Regions from separate parts of the Triticum aestivum genome. Here region 1 is linked to region 2. Evidence: chromatin contacts called from public Hi-C data. All regions are on one chromosome and are shown on one strand. The core of a region is the stretch at or near the end of the contact, and the rest is flanking DNA. Distances in the headings are between cores, read along the strand shown. Region 1 holds the start of LOC123181603. Region 2 holds the start of LOC123181599.

Evidence for each region. A called contact is a pair of places that touch in the nucleus more often than the background predicts.
Region 1: a contact with region 2 is called in a Hi-C map of leaf, with 5 times the contacts expected there. The contact joins the promoter of LOC123181603 here to the promoter of LOC123181599 in region 2. A contact is called at or near these places in 2 of 5 Hi-C or Micro-C datasets (both in leaf).

Annotation. Positions count from the first base shown.
Region 1 is chr1D:300,641,898-300,648,318 of IWGSC CS RefSeq v2.1, forward strand. It overlaps LOC123181603, which reads left to right and starts at 1,376. Exons shown (of 3, transcript XM_044593912.1): 1 at 1,376-1,511; 2 at 2,127-3,974; 3 at 4,429-5,023. The coding sequence starts at 2,136. The coding sequence ends at 4,752.
Region 2 is chr1D:300,163,920-300,171,175 of IWGSC CS RefSeq v2.1, forward strand. LOC123181599 reads left to right here and starts at 2,945. Exons shown (of 7, transcript XM_044593904.1): 1 at 2,945-3,492; 2 at 3,934-4,155; 3 at 4,602-4,657; 4 at 4,862-6,443; 5 at 6,536-6,663; 6 at 6,748-6,991; 7 at 7,095-7,256. The coding sequence starts at 3,999.

The DNA of each region.
Region 1 (6,421 bases), core at 126-2,625, 480 kb after region 2:
ATAGCGGCACCCTAGCCCACCAGTGTTCAAGTCCTAAACTTGACATTGGTGCTCGTATTTTCCTTGATTTATTTCAGGCCTTCTGACAATGCGCGTTAAGTGGGAGGAGACGTTCCGTCGACTACGAAGGCGTTTGTGACGATTTTGTCAATCTCAAAATGATGTGCCGACTCAGTCTTTATGAGGTGCTCATAGAGATAGGGTATGCGTGCGTGCATTCATAGGGGTGGGTGTATACTCGTGTATGTGAACGAGTTTGATTATACTGAACACTAGAGCATGCAGTAGCATGAGCTCACTTGTTTATCTCTCACACACAACCATTTAAAATCTTCTTACCGAAAGAACTCATCAACATTCAACAATTATCAGTAATTACCGCTCCTACGCCCGATAGTCCTCTAGATTTTGAATAGTTTGAACAATCTCCATAGAATCACTCTCAATGCATAATTTTTTTTGCCAAGCTCATCCTATATCAATTGAATGTTAATATTAGTCAGGGTATACTTATTTGGTTAATGTTGATGTTGATATTAGACATGATAATTGTCGGGGTATACATATTTTAGTACGTTACCCCGTAATTTATCTGCACATATTAATGTGATTGTTTAAATAAATATTTACCAAATTCTACCCACGATATACTTCTCTAAATATATTTTATGATTTTATTTTGCAATCACTTATTTGCTACCAAAGAAAAGATAAGTTTAATCGGTAAGTCAAGTAAATATGCGACAATTAAGACTATTTGTACGGAATGATGTTCGGAAAAAGGATGATTGCTTGGACGAAGCACTCCGCTTGGCAGGAAAAGGAACACTATTCTTTTTAAAATAAAAATAGAGAATATTAATTAGTGAGGGTGCTCAATGTGTTTTGTGCTAAACAAAGCTAAACACGGGAGCGACGTAGACTATTGGATAGATACGGCGAGATTTGTTTTTTTTTTGTAAGAATTGGATGAGATTTGTTGAATCTCCGTAACTTGTTTCTTTATATTGGTATATTTTTCTTGAGAAATTTTATATTAGTATTTTTTAGCAAATTTATATTGGTATATACTCCCTTCGTCTTAAAATAAATTTCTCAATGTTATTATATTAAATTTAGTTCAAAGTTGCACTAAAGTTGAGGTACTTATTTTGGGGAGTGAGTAGATAGAAGAGATGGTACATGGGCCTTTTGCCGCCACAGACCTCCTCGGGCCGGTCTAACACTGGCCTACAAGATCTGTGTTACCGGCCCAGCGGAGCAGCCCAGAAGGCCGAAGCTCCGCCGCGGATTGCTCTTTACACTCTAGCTCCCCCTAACTCTATCTATTTCACAGTCGTCCCTAGCCGCGAAGGCGCAAAATAGGATTTGGGAATCTCCATTTCATTTTCGTGAGCCGCCAAGAATATTTCCCTCACTCACACGAGACAGATGCGCGAGGACTGACGAACCAGTAAAGTCCACTGCCTCTTCTGCCGCGCCGGTCTGCTCCCCGTCGGCTCCGCTCCAAGGTGAGTAATGGCATTTCTCGATCCCTTTCTGCTTGATTCATACGGCGGTCCTCTGCGACGCTTGCGGGCGCGGCGGCGGCTGGCTGTAGATTTGGGCGGCGGGACTTGGCCGCAAGGTTGGACTTTTTAGGAGGAACTAATGGCGAGCAGGTTTGCCGATGCGTTTCTTCAAGAAGTGCGGCAGATGGGAGGAGAGGGGTTCCTTTTCTGCTGACCTCGTGGTGGGATTCGATTCCCATCTGCGAGGGTTCATCCTTTCTTCGAATGGTTTAGCTGATTCAATGACAATGAACTGTGTGATCCGAGAGTAGATTTAGATTTTTTTGCTTTCTTAGTGTTGTCATGTTCCTATTGGAACTTAGGGATTGAGGTTGTATGTGAATGAATGGAAACTACTTGTTCTTCTGGAAGTGGATAGGATGTATTGTTTTCTTTCTTGGACGGATTTGATGCATAGGATGGGTAGAGTTTCAAGCACGTAAATGTTTCTCCGCTGTCGAACTTGATACATATAATGGTTATGTTGTACTCTATGTTTTCTCTTGGATTAGGGCTGATGCCACTGTCCTCTTTTCTCTGTTCTCATTCGAGCAATGTATTATGGTTTCAATGCAGGTTTCCTAAATGGGGAACCGTTCTCGGCCCAGTGTAGCTAAGGAGACCATGGAACCGATTGACGAGGAAACAGAGAGTCCTAGCAGGGCAGCACAACTCAAATGCTCGGATGGAAACTCGGGCGAAATGCGCCTCAACCGCTTCCCAAATTTTCATTGCAAGAGTCTGCCTTCAAGACGCCGTGAGGAAAACCCAGAAGATAGCATCATGCATAGTCGTGGTTCTATGTACCAGAGCTCCAGTGATGTCAGCAGACTAAGGAAACTCCAAGAGGGGAGGAGGAAATTAGACTCTATATATGAAAGAGATGCGTTTATGTCATTTGGGACTGTCGATTCTTCCTCTCAGCCTAGCACAAGTGGATCTTACTTGGTTCCGCAACGGAGCGGTTCATGCAAGTCAAGGTCTTCTATGAACATAACTCGTGGATTTAATCAAGATGCCAGGGAGTTTCTGGATATTTCATCGCGTGAGGTTCCTAGTGACAACTTGAGGCTTGGAAGGCCACGCAAGGACTGCAATTTGTTAAAAGATGATGTAAAAGAGAGTTTCCCGGGGTTATCGCTCGAAGAAGACAATGCCATGTGTCCCGCCGCGAATGCTGCTCCTCATTTGCTAGAAAGCAGCAGTAGCAAAGGTACAATGTCAAATGGCCAACCTCCTGTTGGCCTTCATCCTGATAGGAGTAACCATGCCAGAATAGATTCGGTGAGTAATCTCCCCAAGTCCTTGTCAGCTAAGGTGGGTGTTTTTGATGCTACATGTCCATCAGAAAGTGTTCATGGTGTTGATGGCAAGAAAAAAGCTCGATCTAGTGCATTTAAGAAAATTTTGGATCCTTTCATGAAGTCCAAATCTATGAGGAATCCCTCCCTCATGGAAATGGAAGATGCAAAATGTGGTAATCCACCAGTTAGAGGAAAAGATAGTGCACTGCGCAAATCTTTGTTGAGTGGTATCTCAAGATCTGAACAAACGCCCACACCTAAATGCCAGATGAGTGGGGAAGCCCGGCCTATCACGGTTACTTCATCGCCGACTCATTTGCATGCTGTTCTTAAACTGGATCCTGACAATGGTGCTTTTGGTTTTGAGTTCTGTACCAAGGGTCCAGAAGAATCCATTTACGCTAACACTTGGAAATCCGGAAACGAACTGAATTGGATTTACACTTTCCATAGTGTCGGCAAACGATCAAGTACGGTGGCAAGGACCTCCAAGGATAGGCATGGGTGGCTGCCTCCAATTGTTGGCCAGATGCATGTGTCATCCTATCTGTACTCTGAAGTTGAAGAAGATGGTATTTTAAATAACTCAGCCACTAGCGAGTTTGTTTTGTATGACATTGCTCATGCACGACGGAGCTCTGCCGTTGATAGAGTTCAGTCTACAGATTCCACTCAACCACCATTCTGCAATGTTGTTAAGAATTCAATCTCTAGGGAGTCTCTAGAGAGAAATAATCAGATGGAGCGGCAAAATACTGCAAGGAATAACTCAGATGCATCGGTATCTTGTCTTTGGTCCCAAGAAGATCTTCATCCTCATTTGGAGGTTGCAGCTGTTGTAGTCCAAGTGCCGTTTCATAAAACCCGGTCCCAAGAATTAAAAACTGGATCATCACCTGGTACAGTCAAAGTGGTTACAGCAGGCGGAGCACACGGGTTACCAAGGGATGATGAGACCAGTCCATCACCACTGCTTAACCGTCTAAAGAGCGGGGGAAGGTGTGACTGTGGTGGATGGGACATGTCTTGCCCAATCGTTGTCCTTGAAAATGCATATGATAGTTATTGGGTCGATTCTGTGATGAACGAAAGCAAGCATCCCATGGAGCTATTTGTTAAGGTATATTTTTTATGTTGAGACACATCCCATGTTTGATTATTACCACCTGTGTGCATTTACTAACGGTGAGTAGTAATTAACTTGGGTCAATATATGATTCCCCACAACTTCATTAGCACATCAAAAGAAACTTCTCTATATGATGGTTGAAATGCACTGTTATTTGGTTCCCACTTAGAAGCTATGTCCCTGTTTTAGTTATACTTGCGCCACTTAACAGTTGCACTTGTTAAAATTTCTTTTTGGCGAATGCACTAATTAACAATATGTTCAACTAACTTCTATATTTCATTTGTGTAATCCAACTGTTGAAGCAAACAAGAATGCATTTCAACTAAATGTGGTATTTCAACAACAATGCACTAGTTAAAACTTCTTTTTGATGAATGCACTAGTTAACATTATATTCAACTAAGTGTAGTATTTCATTTGTGTACTCCAACTGTTGCAGCAGGGTAACCAAGAAGTCCTCCCTGCCCTTTCCATGAAAGTAGACGGGAAAGGAAATTTCTCAGTGGATTTCCATGCACGACTGTCGGCGCTGCAGGCATTCTCAGTCTGCATATCTTTGCTCCACTGTTCTGAAGCTTCTCCAGCCATTGGTATAGAGAAATTCAAGCACAAGTTGTATTCCAGTTCAATGAAAATGCTCCTCAAAGAAGAAGTGAAGCAGTTGATCGGATCAGTAACAGGGAAAGAGAAGAAGAAAGTGAAGAGGAGGAAAGCAAAAACTCCGGTGGTCAACGGCCCTCCCTTCTCACCCATGGGAAGAGTATAGCAGTATTTTTGCCATCATGTTCATCGTTCAGCGTTGGGGTTGATCATGCTCTTTTTGTTTTGTAAGATCAAACGGGGATACTTTTTATCTTGTTTATCTTTTTTCACAGGAGGGGAAGCTGTCTTGTCCATAAGGATAGAAGCATCACGCAGTTGTTCATAAAGATGCAAGCATCATGTAGTTTTTAGCAGTAGCCTTTTGTATTAGCAAGCTAGGATTAGGAAGGCCATAACAGCTGTTGCAATTCTCAAGAGAAGAAAGTTTTGTAGGACATACCTTCTTCCAGGCGTCAAGAAGATAGATGCACCGGATCTTGACCACTGCTCTCGTGTACAACGTCGCTCTCCTTTTGGACTGCAGCCTCAAGGTCATATACACACATGCTAACATTAGTACAGGTAGAAGCAAATATTCCTTTAGCATGTACCTGAATAATCCATTGCTTCCCTCCAGCAATTTTGATCTTGATGCATGCTTTTGAACTACATAATGGGCAACATATATCATGACCAAACTGCGCATATGTAGTTTCAGAGTTCAGTTTCTGTATATTTGTTGGTGTCTTGGTGCATCTGCTGCAAGTTCAAGTTATAGGTGATTGCTGTTTTTTTCTTCCTTTTTACTGCTCCATATAGGCAGGAGCTTGCACAAATGCAAAAGATTGCCATTTTTTCAGTCAAATCTTGGGTGCTAGCCCGCCATCCTAGGGTCATGCAGACAATCTGGACCCTGAGTAGATATGCTCAAAGTTGTCAAGCTTTTAGCGTAGACATGTTGAATTTTGATCTCAGTCTGACTTTTCTTGTAAGCACGAAGAGGCTAAGCTGCCGAACTTGTGGCTTTGATGAGGTTGTATCTGCAAAATGTGGCTGTCATCTGCTCACATGCACCTGCAGGGTGCAGGCAAAGATGGGTTATCAGCTGGCAGGAGCAGGGTTTGGACCCATCCCTAGGCCATTTTCTATGTGTATTCTGTAAGTGTCATGCGACTCAGATATCCACCGTGCTTCTTGCTGTTGCCACATTTACTAATTAGTAGTACTATTCACTTTGTTTCATCTCATGTAGAGCTAGAATTAGAAAAAATAGTAGTCGAAAAACTTACTTTATTTTGAAAATGACTTTCCGATCCCAGGTGCTAGTGAGCCGGATATTTGAAGGGCCAAACCAAATAATTCTAAAATTTCTTTTGACATGGATGTGTATATACCTTTTTTTATATATGGCTGCACAAAAATGATAAATATATGAATATGAAACTTTGTTTTTATATATGCATGTGGATTTAGTTTTAGATGATTTCTGAAAAAAACAAATCTCATTTTCAAATTTCAAATCAGATTTTTAGTGGAGCTCGTGCGCACTTCGGTATTTTCAAATAACACAGCTGTCAGCATTTTTGTAACTCATGTTGGTTTTATTTTAGGGGTAAACTCATGTTGGTTCGTGGCCTGGTCCATCACTCGTCTATGTTCATCTGAAAATATTACGCAGCCCATGGACTTCTCTGGTCGTCCTCACAACCATCCCACAGAACGGCCCAGCTTACAAAATATGGTATGTACATGGAGATACGAAAACCCATGGAACACGTGTGCAACGCTTGTGACGCGATGCTGCCACGACACTCACGTGCGTGACCCTGGATGGAATGGAATATTACCCCTAA
Region 2 (7,256 bases), core at 1,695-4,194:
CCCCTGTTGCAACAGTGAGTCTGTGACTGCCTCCGCTACTGGCAGCTGGGCCTGGCTCCTTTCTGAATCAGACTGCAGGTGTAAAGCTCACTGCTTGCCAGGCCCACCCGGATAGATCCCATCTCAACCACTACCCCTTGTCTCTAGCTAGTGCCAGTAGAATAACAAGCCGCATCTTGGTTCTTGGGAAATGAGCGCTGTTTTTTTATTTCTGTTCTACAAAGGACAATCAGCTGCCCTGTGTGATAGATCAACTGGCCTTGAGTTGTTCATAAATATAAGATGTTTTGGATATTTTAAAATGGAGTATATGCAGACTGAAATAAGTGAACAAATGCATATACATTTGATTTAATTTTGTTAGGACATTTTATATTTTATTTTATTGTTTGTGGGTAGAACATCTTATATTTGTGAACAAAGGGACTATTTCCAAGGCTATGGTCCAGTAATTCTAGCCTTCCAAGCTTAACTGGGTGTGTTGTTCTTCTATTTTACATGTAAATTATGGACAATAGACTAAGATCAAGTTGATATGAAAACATAACTAGTATTTGCGATATCGAGGATGTAGACGACCAACAATCACAAAAAAAAACAAGAAAAACAAAATGGCATGACCACATGTATGCTGGAGCAATCAACAAGACACAATAGCAAAACCCCAACATCAATCATCCTTGTTGGCGGAAGGTTCTCCAAAGCTACGCCTCCATGAAAAGAAAGGCAAGTGAGCATCATCGTCGCGACATCCTACCTTCGTCATGGATTTTGCCCACGTAAAGCAAGTTCGATACGTTTTCGAGGCAATACCTTCAACAAGAAAACAAAATAACCAATCAAAATTAGGTCTAGAGTTTTCGCACCAGACTCTAGAACCGATACTCAAGGAGCAACAGCAAACCGAAGTCGCCATATATTGCGGCCCCACTCGCGAAGCTAATATTGTCGGAACTCCTTGACTGACAATGCAGAACATTTGTATGCCCTTAAGCATCTTACCAGTTGAAACGCCTCTGAAGAGTTTTGCACAAAAAAAAACGCCTCTGAAGAGCGTTCTTAAATCCTCTCTCTTATGGGTCTAGCTGGTTCACATGATTCCGGAAGCATGTTTGGAATAGCATGAGATGTTGAAACCTACATGAATTGAAAACACAAGAATTCATAATACAGACCGCTTGGTTGCATTGTAGAAAAATGCAGGAACTTTGATACATCGTTAGGTGCATGGTATAATTGTCATAGAAAAATTCATGAGTTTCACCCTCAATATTTTTCTTCTTCAAAATTGCATGCAAAATGGACCATAGGAGTATTTCCTACGATTTACAATCCTACAAACCAAACAAACATTCCTTAAAAAAAAATCAATGGAATCTCATCGAACCAAACATGTTCCATAACAACTTGGGGGAGGTTATTTTTGCAGCTTGTCACTTTCTTTTCTTTTGCAATGATGCACTCGAGGCGGAGATTATAGCTATACGGGAAGGGATGTCATTGGCCATTGAACGATCTACTCTCCCTATTTTGGTGCAATCCGACTCCGCGGGAGCTCTTTCTTCACTGTCAAAATTTTCCCTCGCCAAATTGCCTTATGGTCACTTGATGGAAGATATAAAGATGCTTATGTTGGAGCGGGAGTTTGTTCCGGTTAAGATAGGCTGTTCTCAAAATAGGGTTTCTCACTATCTAGCTAATCATGCTCGCACAGCTCGCAGTACCGCTTGTTGGTTACAGCGAGCCCCCCCCCCCCCCTTTATTCAGAATCTTGTTTTAGCAGATTGTAACCCTATTACCACGGAATAAAACTCTGTTTTACCCCGCAAAAAAGAAAACATGTTCCATACGACCCTAAACCCCGATGGAATAAAACTCTGTTTTACCCCGCAAAAAAGAAAACATGTTCCATACGACCCTAAACCCCGATCAAATCTTGCCTCACCATATAACGTCACCAACTGAAGATTTGAACATCTGAAGCATGTTTGGAATAGCATGAGATATTGAAACCTACCGGAATCGAAAACACAAGAATTAATAAAAGAAACCGTTTGGTTGCATTGTAGAAAAATGCAGGAATTTTGATACATCTTTAGGTGCATGGTATAATTATCATAGAAAATTCATGGGGTTCACCTCAATAGATTTTATTCTTTTCGAAACTGCATGCAGAATGCACCATAGGAGTATGTCCTACGATTTCCAGTCATACAAACCAAACAAACATCCCTTAAAAAAATCGATGGAATCACATCAAACCAAACATGTTCCGTACAACCCTAAACCTTGATAAAATCCCGCCTCACCATATAACGCCACCAACTGAAGATTTGAACATGCCAAAACGGTATTATTCAAAATGAATTTTGTCTAGATACTACTCCGGAGGCAATTCCTGTAGCTCGTACGCTCCAAAAGAAATTCTTCAAACACATTATTGTAATAAGATGGCTAAAGTGAAGCACACCACATGACCGACTAGCAGTTTGATTGATTGCTAATAGTGGCGGCAAAACAAAGAAACAGTGTTTTAATTGTCTGCATATAAACTACAACTACAGACCACAACTGTTGATGAGGATTTGAGTGGGGCAGCACCTCTTTTCTTTCCGGGGAATATAAAAGCCGGCGGCCTGAGACAGCTGATAGGTAACAAACCATCACCGTCGGCATCGTTATCCGATAACCATGACGGTATCCCTCACGCGTGTGGTTGGGTTGGGTTGCAAGCACATGTTTACCCCGTTTGTATTTCGGAATGAGATTTCCAGGTCGAAACCCCCTCCGCCTCCGATAATCATCGCCTTCTTGGTTAATGCAGCCTGTATAATCCCCTCTTTTTTAAGACCACTCTGTCCAATACTCTACCTCATATACTAGTGCTAATGCTCAAATAATACTACTAGTGCAGTGCAGAGACAAAGGTACCAGATCAGAGCGCCTCCAGCTTGCTTGCTTGCGGGCGTCGCCTACCTCCACTCCGCTTTTTCTCCGCGCGAGCGAGAAAATGCTGGCGCACTCGCCGAAAGTGGCATGTGGTGGGCGGCCTGCTACCGTGCCGTAGCCCCGCCCCCCGCCCGGTGCGCTCCCTCCGTTCCATTCCATCCACACCGTCCCGTTCCACTCCATTCCTTTCCTTTCCACCAAGGAAGCAACCAAAGCGGAGCCGACGCTGACCCGGGTAGGGGTAGCTTGGGTTGGGCGAGCTGATTCCCGCTCCACGGAAAAGAAAAGAAAAGAGAAGAAAACAAGAGCAAAGCAGCCCACGCCCACCGATTCCTTTCTTCCCCGCCCGCCCAAAGCCGAAGGATGGGCGACAGCGCAGGGCCGACCCAGACCCAGACCCAGGCGACGCTGTGAGGATCGATTCTCCAGGTGGCTGTTTCTATGTGGGAGGAGACTGGAGAGAAGAGGCCGGAGAGAGAGGGGAAAGCGGCCGGCTGCTGAGGCTTCCCCCCGGTCGTGATCTGTGATTCATTCGTCAGGTAGGTAGGTTCCCCGTGATCTCTCTTGGATGGATGGGTGGATGGGTGGGTGTGTTCGTTAGTTGGGATCTGCGGTGTTTTCTGTTGGTGGGGATTTGTTTTGGCTGTTTGGGTTCATTTCCCCTCTTGTTTTAACCAATTGACAGTCTGGTGAGTTCTCATGCTTGCAACAAGATGTGAGCTTGTCAGATATAGTTGTTGAGTATAGCTGATAATTAGCTGGATTTGTTCAGCAAAGTTTTTTTTATCAGAAACTTCCATTTGCTTCATTAAGATTTACTGTACTAGTTTGATTGATTATTGGGTTCATCAGATATCTGCCAATCTCCCCTGTTTCTGCGGCCGAACAGTCTCAGTTCTACCCATCTTGTCTTCAGAGTTCAGAGAGATATCATTCCTTCGCAATTCAAAATCCGGCTGCTAACTTGTGTTGATCTACGTGCAGTGATCCAAGAGATTATTAACTGTACAAAACAGTACAAGAGACAAGAAACAGCAGATTGTTCTGAAATGGGGAGGCGAAGCAACAGGCGGTCCGCGGCGCAGGACGACACCAATGTCGGCTGCGTCTGGGGCCTAATGCGCATGGTCTATTTCCGCCGCGACCCCAGATTCCTGATGGACGCGAAGCAGGCGGGCGGGAGGCATAAGCTCCGGGAGATCACAGGTCAAAATAAAATCATCTCTTTTACGCATCATAGGCTCATTGCTGCTACCAAATTCAGATGGTTCAAGTTGCTTTTGAATTTCAGATGCTGTCACCTGTCCAGTAAGGTTACTAGTTTCACACGAAAACCACACAACGAGTTTGCGTAGTGTTATAAGAAAATCGAAAGAGGTGATTTTGCTTGGTTGCTTTCACTGGCTTGTTTCGCAGAATTATATTTACAGTTTAGAAGTGCAACCTGTGTGGCTGGATGAGTCGTGTCATTCCCTGCGCTACTTTTAGGTTGAGTTTAATAAGATCGGTCACTGCTTCTGATGCCCAATCCAGAACTAGTAAATGATGAATGTTAAGATAGTTCAGCAAAGGAATGTGCATCTTGAATTTTCTCTTGACTTGTAATGTTATTGCACAATATTCTTATGATGGACACTATATTTCTTTTTCAGACGGAAGGGACTCAGGGAAGAGGCCTAGGGATTTTGAGGAAATCGAAAAAGATGATGTAAGTTAAACAAACTAAGAAAATTAAGGTCCCAGGAGTAAATTCACTTTCATAGTTCATTGACTACTGTGTGTAAATGAAACCATTTCATTGACTGCTGTGTGTAAATGAAACCATAATTTTTCAAATCTGCGAGTATCATGGATCCATACAGAAACATCGGTTTTCCTAAAACAGTTCTGTTTTACTTTCTCTGTTTTTCAGAACATAGAAAACGGCCCTTTGCAGCAACCAACCGTCAAAAAACTTATGGAGGAAGAATTGGGGCGTGTGAATCTTTTGAGGACAGTTCCAAACAACGAGGTTCAGAGAAGATTAGCTGATCTGGGAAATGACCTATCTCTTGATGGAAATTCAGAGCATACAAATAACACAACAGGAACTTTAAATCACGGCACGGATATCTCCGTGTCTCGTTTATCTGGGTCAGTGGATTCTGAGGGTTCTAAGAGCTTGAACCACGCTGAATATGATCTCGAATCTGTCTTGGCAAGCTTCTTAGGTGAGATTTATAGGTGCCACAATGAATGTCCACATGATGATTGCAAGAGTAATAGTGAATTGTGTCCTTCATTGAAGTCCCTAATCCATAAGAAGCTTAATGACTTAAGCAATCTTCAATCCAATATTGATTGTGAGCAACCTCAAGAGAGCAAGGGAGAAAAGCTACTGGCTGGTAATGGCATTTCTAGCAGCAGGACTGTTCAGTCCAAGGAATTCAAGGATGCTCTGGAGATACTGGGTTCAAACAAGGAACTTTTCCTGAAGGTGCTTCAGAAGCCTAATTCACATATGTTGGACAATATCAGAAACCACCAAAACAGTAGATTGACAACCAAGTTAGAGCCCAATAAAAATCTTGGAGAAACTAATTCCCTTGAAGAGACAAGAGGCTCAAATCATGACTTGTCTGCACCGGCACAGGCTAAGGAGAGCAAACATATGTTCTTCTGGAGGAAAGACAAGTCGAAAATAAAGCAGATGCTACCAGAAGGAATTAATGGATCTCAGCCTGTTAGCAAAATAGTTATTCTGAAGCCAAATCCAGGAAAAGGAATTGATCAGACAGTGACAAGCAGTGCAAGATATTTACATCAGCAACCTAGTACCTCTCAAACTCCAGAGTACAGTGGGAGGGAAACCTCAAAATTTTCAATCAAAGAAGTCAGGAGGAGATTCAGAATTGTGACTGGTGAGACAAGAAGAGAAAGAAATGCAGCACCTGCAGACGACCTTCAAAGAGTTTCACGTTGGCATTCCATGATTGCAACGAAGAAGAGTTCTGGGTATCACACACAAGGGAGCTTGGCAGACAAATCTGCATCAAATTTTAAGAACGACATCGCCAGACCTTCAACCAGCAGCAAGCAAAAGCAACAAAATGGCGGCGAGACTGAAATTAGTGGTCATATAGCAGTGCCACAAGATGATTCTATCTTCTACAAGGAGGCCAAGAAGCATTTAACAGATATGCTAAAGGATAACAATAAGTCCGGCAACTATCCAACAGCCCAGGTCTCAAAATCCTTGGAAGGAATGCTTTCGCTCCCTCACTGCGATGTGTCATCTCCTAGGAATAGCCGTAGTGGAAAATGCCACACTGATCTCTCACCTGAAGAGACGGATTCTTGCCTTGTACCCATGGTTGACAGTGAAGAAACTACACAAGAGAGCAGTCAATCATGGGACGACTCACTGAGCAACACTGCACATTGTCCTAGTATAGCAGTTGATGATCAGGTGGTTGTTCAGGACAAATGTAGCATGAAAGAAGAACCACAAGAAGGTAACCTTCTATAGTTGCATGAATCATCAGGTTGAATTGAGTGGTACATATTTTTTATCATCAAACAGAAATAACTCTAGAATCTTGTGCAGGACAAGGAGATGTTACTGATGTGGTAGACACCATATGTATGGAAGAAATTGGAAAAATAGATTGTTCTGAAACAATCTGCAACACACAATCCATCTCAGCAGAACTATGCAGAGATAGCCCGCAGCCAGTAAGCTCTCCAAAAAAAACATAGCATTGTCTCATGTTTTTGTTGCGATATTATTTATGTTAACGTCGCATGTTTCATTTATAGGATATGATAGAGGAAGCAGAGCAAGGAAAAGAACCTGTTAAAATCTTGTTGAGCTATCCTGAGAGCATTGTTGAATTGGAGCAGCAAGAACCAGGAACACCTGAACCAAGAGCATCGGCCAAATTTATCTCAGATTGTTCCCCCGAGCTAAGCCATGACAAGCAAGAACAGCCCAGTCCTGTGTCTGTTCTTGATTCATTCTATGAAGATGTTGCAGATCCTGAATGCGAAAACATTAAACAATGTGAGCCCAATTACATAAATATATGTAACCCTTTTGCCCATTCCCAGTAATAAACAATCTGTTCAAATAGATCTGTATGACTTAACCCTTTTGTGACATACAGGTGATCTGCATGAAGAGTTGCGTGGAGCCCTGTACTTCCCAGATAACGAATCAGATCTAAAGGTCTTTTGGGAGGACAAGAATGTCCGATTAGATTATATAAAGTTGGTTTTGGAGCTCTCGGAATTATGCGCAGAACAGAATTTAGAGGTATGGTATCTGG